Regions from separate parts of the Canis lupus genome. Here region 1 is linked to region 2. The links are chromatin contacts, called in public Hi-C maps. All regions are on one chromosome and are shown on one strand. Each heading gives the region's core, a stretch centred on a gene start, on an enhancer-like site or on the middle of the called end of the contact. The rest is flanking DNA. Distances are from core to core; before and after follow the strand shown. Region 1 holds the start of LOC608641. Region 2 holds the start of SNAP29 (synaptosomal-associated protein 29).

Region 1 (2,700 bases), core at 47-2,546, 300 kb after region 2:
TCAAATGTTTCAAAGGAAAGCCTTTCCTGGGCTCCACAGCATCCAATATCCCTCCAGCAGAGCCTGTTAGATCGACCTTTCTCATTGTGTTTGAAGTCCTCATTAGACTGGGAGCCCTGAGGGCAGGGACATGTCGCTTTTTATATTTCTCTTGGCAGTGCCTGGCTCTGAGTTGGGGGCCAATACAACTTTAAAAAATACAACTAAGTACATACAGTGTGAAGTGTTATTAGCATAACCTGGGGGGGGGGGTGTTAGTTAGAGTCTGTTTGACTCCTGAGAGGATGCTTGTGCTGTATATAAAAGGGTCCATACTATGTATTTCAAAGTAAAGTCTTACTTTGAAAGTCACACAGGGTCAGGAAGTAGCATGAAGATTTGAACCCATGTGTACTAAGTCTGTTTGCACCTCTAGGCTAAAATTTGTTTCCTCCTTGGTTGTTTCCATCTTGCTCTCTGACCTCAAAGCAGGAGGAAGTGAGGGCCATCTCCTATGTTGTTGGGAACAGCAGAACCTAGAGGGTTGGTGGTTTGGCAGTGGAGGGTAAAAAGTCTCTTTAGCCTCAATGGATCTCAGGTTGAGGGGAGTGAAGGGCTGTGGAGGCGATGGAGAGGAAGCAATCCAGGGTGGACCCCCTCATCGGTGGCTGGGGTGAATGGTGCTGACAAGGCTGGCCAAGTAGGAGAGGGAGAAGAGAAGCAGATTCGGGATCGGGAGGGAAGAAGCTGTGTGCCCACCTGGATCTGTTCAGCGTGAGATGCCCCAGAAACGTCCCCAGAGGAAACTTGGATGTGGTCGCGGACCTCAAGGGAGGTCAGAGCCTGAGACGCAGGTTAGGGTTAAGTCAGCTCTGAGTTGGGACCAAGAAGTGGGGTAAGATCATCCGAGATGGTACCACAAAGACCTTGGGAACGCATAGGGAGCCCCTGGAGATGCTGGTGAAGAGGCAACCGCGAGTAGAGAGTGGTTGGTTATAGGGGGGAAGGGAGGATGGAAACTGGGGAGGGGTGGGTTTGACGTAGGAGAGAACCGGGAAGGACCGGCGACGCCTGGGGCCAGAGGCGTTAGGGGCGGAGTGAAGTCCTTGGGGTGCTGTCTACACACCGCGCGGAGGGAGGGAGGGCGAGCAGCCAGACTGGGGAGGGGGTTGGGCCCTGAGGGCGTTTGGAGGGTTCGGGCGCCGGCCATCTGTCTGCGTGGCAGTGGCCCGCTCCCCCATCGCGCCCTGCGGGAGCCCAGCGGGAGCCCCCCTCCCCCGCGCGGTTTGCCCCGTCGAAGGCGCCAGGGCGCATGCCCAGAGCGGTGGGCATTGTCACGTGCAGCCGCCTGGCGCGGATTGGCTCCCGGCTCGCGAGCTCCCGGGGGATTGGCCGCGGCGGGGGAGGCTGCGTCGGCGCGGCGGCTGTGGGGCCGACAGCAGGTGCGTCCCCGCGGCCCCCGCGGCCCCCGCGGCCCCCGCCCCCGGGGCCTGCCCCTCTCCCCGGCCCGAGGCGGGTGCGGGGCGGCGCGCCCGGAGCCCCGGAGGCCCCGCCCGACGGCCGCCCGGCCTGCCCGCAGCCCGCAGGGATGGAGGTCCTGGACGAGTTCGACCGCGAGTTCCCCCAGAGCGTGACCTTCTGCCGACTCATCTCCGAGGAGGACTTCGAGAGGCAGGCGGCCACCTGCACGGAGCGCGCGCTGCGCCGCCTCTTCCGCAGCATCGACCGCAACCCCGCGCTGGCCGAGAGGGTGGTGCGCAAGGCCAAGCTGGCCGAGTACGAGCGGCGCGGGCTCTTCTCCTTCTTCTGGGTGCGAGCCGGCGCGGGGCCCCGCCGCGCCCCGAGGATGGGCGATGGGGGTGGGGGGGCGGCAGGGCGCCTTGGGGACTAGCTGGAGCTGCACGGTCTTCCAGAAGCCCCAGGCGCCCCAGCTGGGGAGTGCAGCGGGCAGGCGGCTCACGCGCCGGGCTTCCTCCTGCCCTGCCTCTCCCCTGGTCGTAGGCAAAGTTCTTCTGTGCAGTGCAGGGGGAGCTGAACTGTTGCAACAGCATGGGTGCCCTGGAGATGCACCAGCGCCTGGAGCAGCTGAAGAGGAGCATCCACCGCGTGCATCTCTACTCCCAGGGTGAGGCTCAGCCTCTGCCGGGCTCCAGTAACCCCGCAAACCTGACCCATGTTCCCTTATCCCTGGTTCTGTGCTTGAAATCTATAAAAAAAAAAAAAAAAAAAAGCGTTTATTCTTAAAGTCTTTATTATGAAAACAAACATGCACAAAACTGCAGACTGCAGTGAACACTCGGGTACCTGTCAGCCTTCAGGTTAAGCAGCTATCCCCCATCTTGCTGTGCCTGCTTCACTCTTTATACCTGTACCCTCCTTTCCCTTTTCTTTTCTTTTCTTTTCTTTTCTTTTCTTTTCTTTTCTTTTCTTTTCTTTTCTTTTCTTTCTTTTTTCTCTTTTCTTTTCTTTTCTTTCTTTCTTTTTTTTTTTTTTTTTAAAGATTTTATTTATTCATGAGAGACAGAGAAAGAAAGTCAGAGGGAGAAGCAGGCTTCATGCAGGGAGTCTGACCTGGGACAGGGTCTCCAGGATCAGACCCTGGGCTGAAGGCGGCGCTAAACTGCTGAGTCCCCCAGGCTGCCTCTTTTATTTATTTTTTAAAGTATTTTATTTATTCATAAGAAACAGAGAGAGAGAGAGGCAGAGACACAGGCAGAGGGA
Region 2 (2,700 bases), core at 197-2,696:
TACTCCAGTAACTCCTCTACTACTTACTTCCCCTAAGATCTTAGGTAATCCTCCCAAACCTTAATCAACACTTGCCATTCAGGAATCCAGTAGATATGAGCTCTAAGAACTACAGCTAAACTTCCTTAAGGAAGCCAAAGACAGGAAAATGGGCCAATGAGGGATACTGTAACAGGAGAGGTGCAGAAGGAAAATAGCCAAGAAAGTGGCAAGGGGGGAAATGACCCAGGTGACTATTTGAGAAATTAATCCACATATTCAAACTGCCCAAGACTGGAAGTGATCAGGTCAGAAAGAACTCTGCCAGAGAAAAGAGTTACAAAGAGACCCATGGAAGAAAACAACACTTCAGCTTCCACTAAGTTTCAAAGCTACAAATGCTGTAGATTAACGTTAGCTGAGCTAATCGATAACCTACTATTACATTTTTAAGAACTTAAATAAAAATGCCCATACCAAACCATTTCATTAGTAGGCTGAGGAAAAAATGTGGTGCCTAAGAAAGAACCATTCTCACTCAGGGTCCCTGAAATCTCCCACGGGTGGAAAGACGAACTGACAAAGGTGAAGTGGAGAAACGGATAGTCACAGATCACACACTGTCTGGGACATCTCCCTTTGGATTTGGTTAAGTAAATGTAAGGCCCTAGCCTCGATCACACTTGCGCTACGGCTTACTGAGCAGCTGCCCACAGACCTCATCACCTCTGCGGGTGAGGCGGAGCAGTGGTCAGCGCTAGGGGAGGACCTAAGGCTCATCTGCTCCGACGCCTTCCACAGCAGCACCCACTCTGGGTCACTCGAGGAGTAATGGTGAAACCCCTGGATCTGGAATCCTGCGCAGGCAATTATATGAAAGAACCTGACGCTCAATCTCTCTAGCCCGAGCTCTGCTGTAACTAAGAAAGATTACTGGGGGCAAACTGCCTCTTTGGAGTATTCAAGATACCCACCTCTTGGTACGACTAAAGTTCCTTGAGCGCGTGTGACAATTCAGAGCGGCCGGGCCGCCCTGTTCTGCTGCAGACTCACCTCGGAAGACGCGACGCCGACCTTCTCGGACTCGTACATGAGGGACAGGGACCTCTCGGTGCTGGCGGCTGTGGCCTGGGCCACGCGCATCACCTCCTGCCGCAGATACTGCTGCCTGTCCGCGGGCGTGCAGGGCCCGTCGGCGACGTCGCGGTCGTCCTTCCACCGGGCCGGCCGGGCGCCCTCATCCTCCGCATCGTCGTCGAACGGGTTGTAGCTCTTGGGGTAGGCCGACATGGTGCCGGCGCTCGTCTCGGTCTGGGCAGGAGGAGGAGGTGTGCGGCCAAGGCGGGGAACGGCCTTTCTGGGCCCGCAGGGGTCCAGGCGGTCCTCCCGGGACCCTCGGGGAGCGCCCACAGCGCGGCAGCCCCGCGGTTCCGCCGCTCGCCGTCCAGCGCCGCGCGCCCCCGCCCCACCCGCCCAGGTCGCGGAGCGAGCTCCTTCCGCCTGGCGTGCGCGGGAAGCCCCGCCTCCGGAGCTGACCATCTTGCCCGGCGGCTTGGGGGGGGCCACGCCCCGTGCGCGCGGCCGCGGCCGACCGCTCGGCTTCTCTCTCCCCTCCCGCGGTGGGACCGCCCCGCGGCCACGCCCCACTCGGTGTCGACAACAGAGGTCACGTGGCGGGGAAGGCGGATGCCGCCGCGCCTGCGCCGTGGGCTGTGGCGCTCGCAGGCCGGGTGCGAGGAGCCCGCGGGCAGCGCCGCCGCGCGCGCGATGATGGCGGCTGCCGCGGCCCGGGGAGGGGGCGGCGGCAGCTCCGGCGGCGGCGGCGGCTCCAGCTCCGGCTCCAGCTCCTCGAGGGGCTTCTACTTCAACACGGTCCTGTCGTTGGCCCGCTCCCTGGCCGTGCAGAGACCGGCGTCTTTGGAGAAGGTAGCCTTGGCCGCCCGGGCCTCGGGCTGACAGGAGAAGGGGGTTCGGGGCGGCAAAGCGGGTGATCGGCGGGGCGAGGGTCTGTGGGAGGCTGAACAGGGCTCGCCAGCTGCCTGTGACAGGACGGGGGGTGGTGAGGAGGCCCGTGGGTGGAGATCGCCGGTGAAGAGAGAGGTGGGTAACGGGGTGGTTTGGGCAAGGAGTGCGCAGGGCAGACGGGGACTTGGCGGGTCGGTGGCGCGAGAGGGACCTGAGCCACAGGCCGGGGTTTGAGCCAAGGAGGCACCTTGTGACATCGCAGGGGCGGGGGCGGCAGGCAGGGAGAAGCTGTGGGAAGAGCAAAGGACCAGAGTCGAACCCTAGGGGCTCAGCTCCCGACTTCCTCTGCTGCTTATTCCGTGACCTTGGAGAGATGCTGTTCTCGTAAAGGGGGGTGGGGGGCGAGGAGGGGGGTGCTTACCTGCTTTGCCCGCCTCACGCTGCTGTGAAGGGAGGATGAAACAGTACATCTGAAAGAGCTTCTGAAATGCAGATCGGCGCGTTGTCTTTCTGTGAGTCTAGAGGGGGCATTAGACTGGTAGGAGATGGTGTTTTGAAGAGGGATGGTGGCAGCGAGGAGGAATGAAGTGTCAGCGGGCAGAGGATTGAATTCAGGATTGCTTCAGAGGAGGAAGGCGAATTGATGCCGGGGGGACTTTCTTTGCCTCGGGAGAAAGGTGAAAGGAAACTCAAAGGTGTGCCTCCACTGGTGGAAAGAACCCAGATTTTAGAGTCAGACCTGTTTGTTCCCCGCAC

Evidence for each region. Hi-C and Micro-C count contacts between places; a contact is called where the count stands out from the background.
Region 1: a Hi-C map of blood shows a contact between it and region 2, with 2.4 times the contacts expected there. The contact joins the promoter of LOC608641 here to the promoter of SNAP29 in region 2. A contact is called at or near these places in 2 of 9 Hi-C or Micro-C datasets (amygdala and blood).

What each region holds. Positions count from the first base shown.
Region 1 is chr26:31,094,123-31,096,822 of UU_Cfam_GSD_1.0, forward strand. LOC608641 reads left to right here and starts at 1,297. Exons shown (of 7, transcript XM_038575991.1): 1 at 1,297-1,421; 2 at 1,559-1,789; 3 at 1,981-2,104. The coding sequence starts at 1,568.
Region 2 is chr26:30,797,254-30,799,953 of UU_Cfam_GSD_1.0, forward strand. SNAP29 (synaptosomal-associated protein 29) reads right to left here and starts at 1,447. Exons shown (of 5, transcript XM_038575974.1): 1 at 1,033-1,447. The coding sequence starts at 1,269. It overlaps PI4KA (phosphatidylinositol 4-kinase alpha), which reads left to right and starts at 1,735. Exons shown (of 57, transcript XM_038575976.1): 1 at 1,735-1,905. The coding sequence starts at 1,747.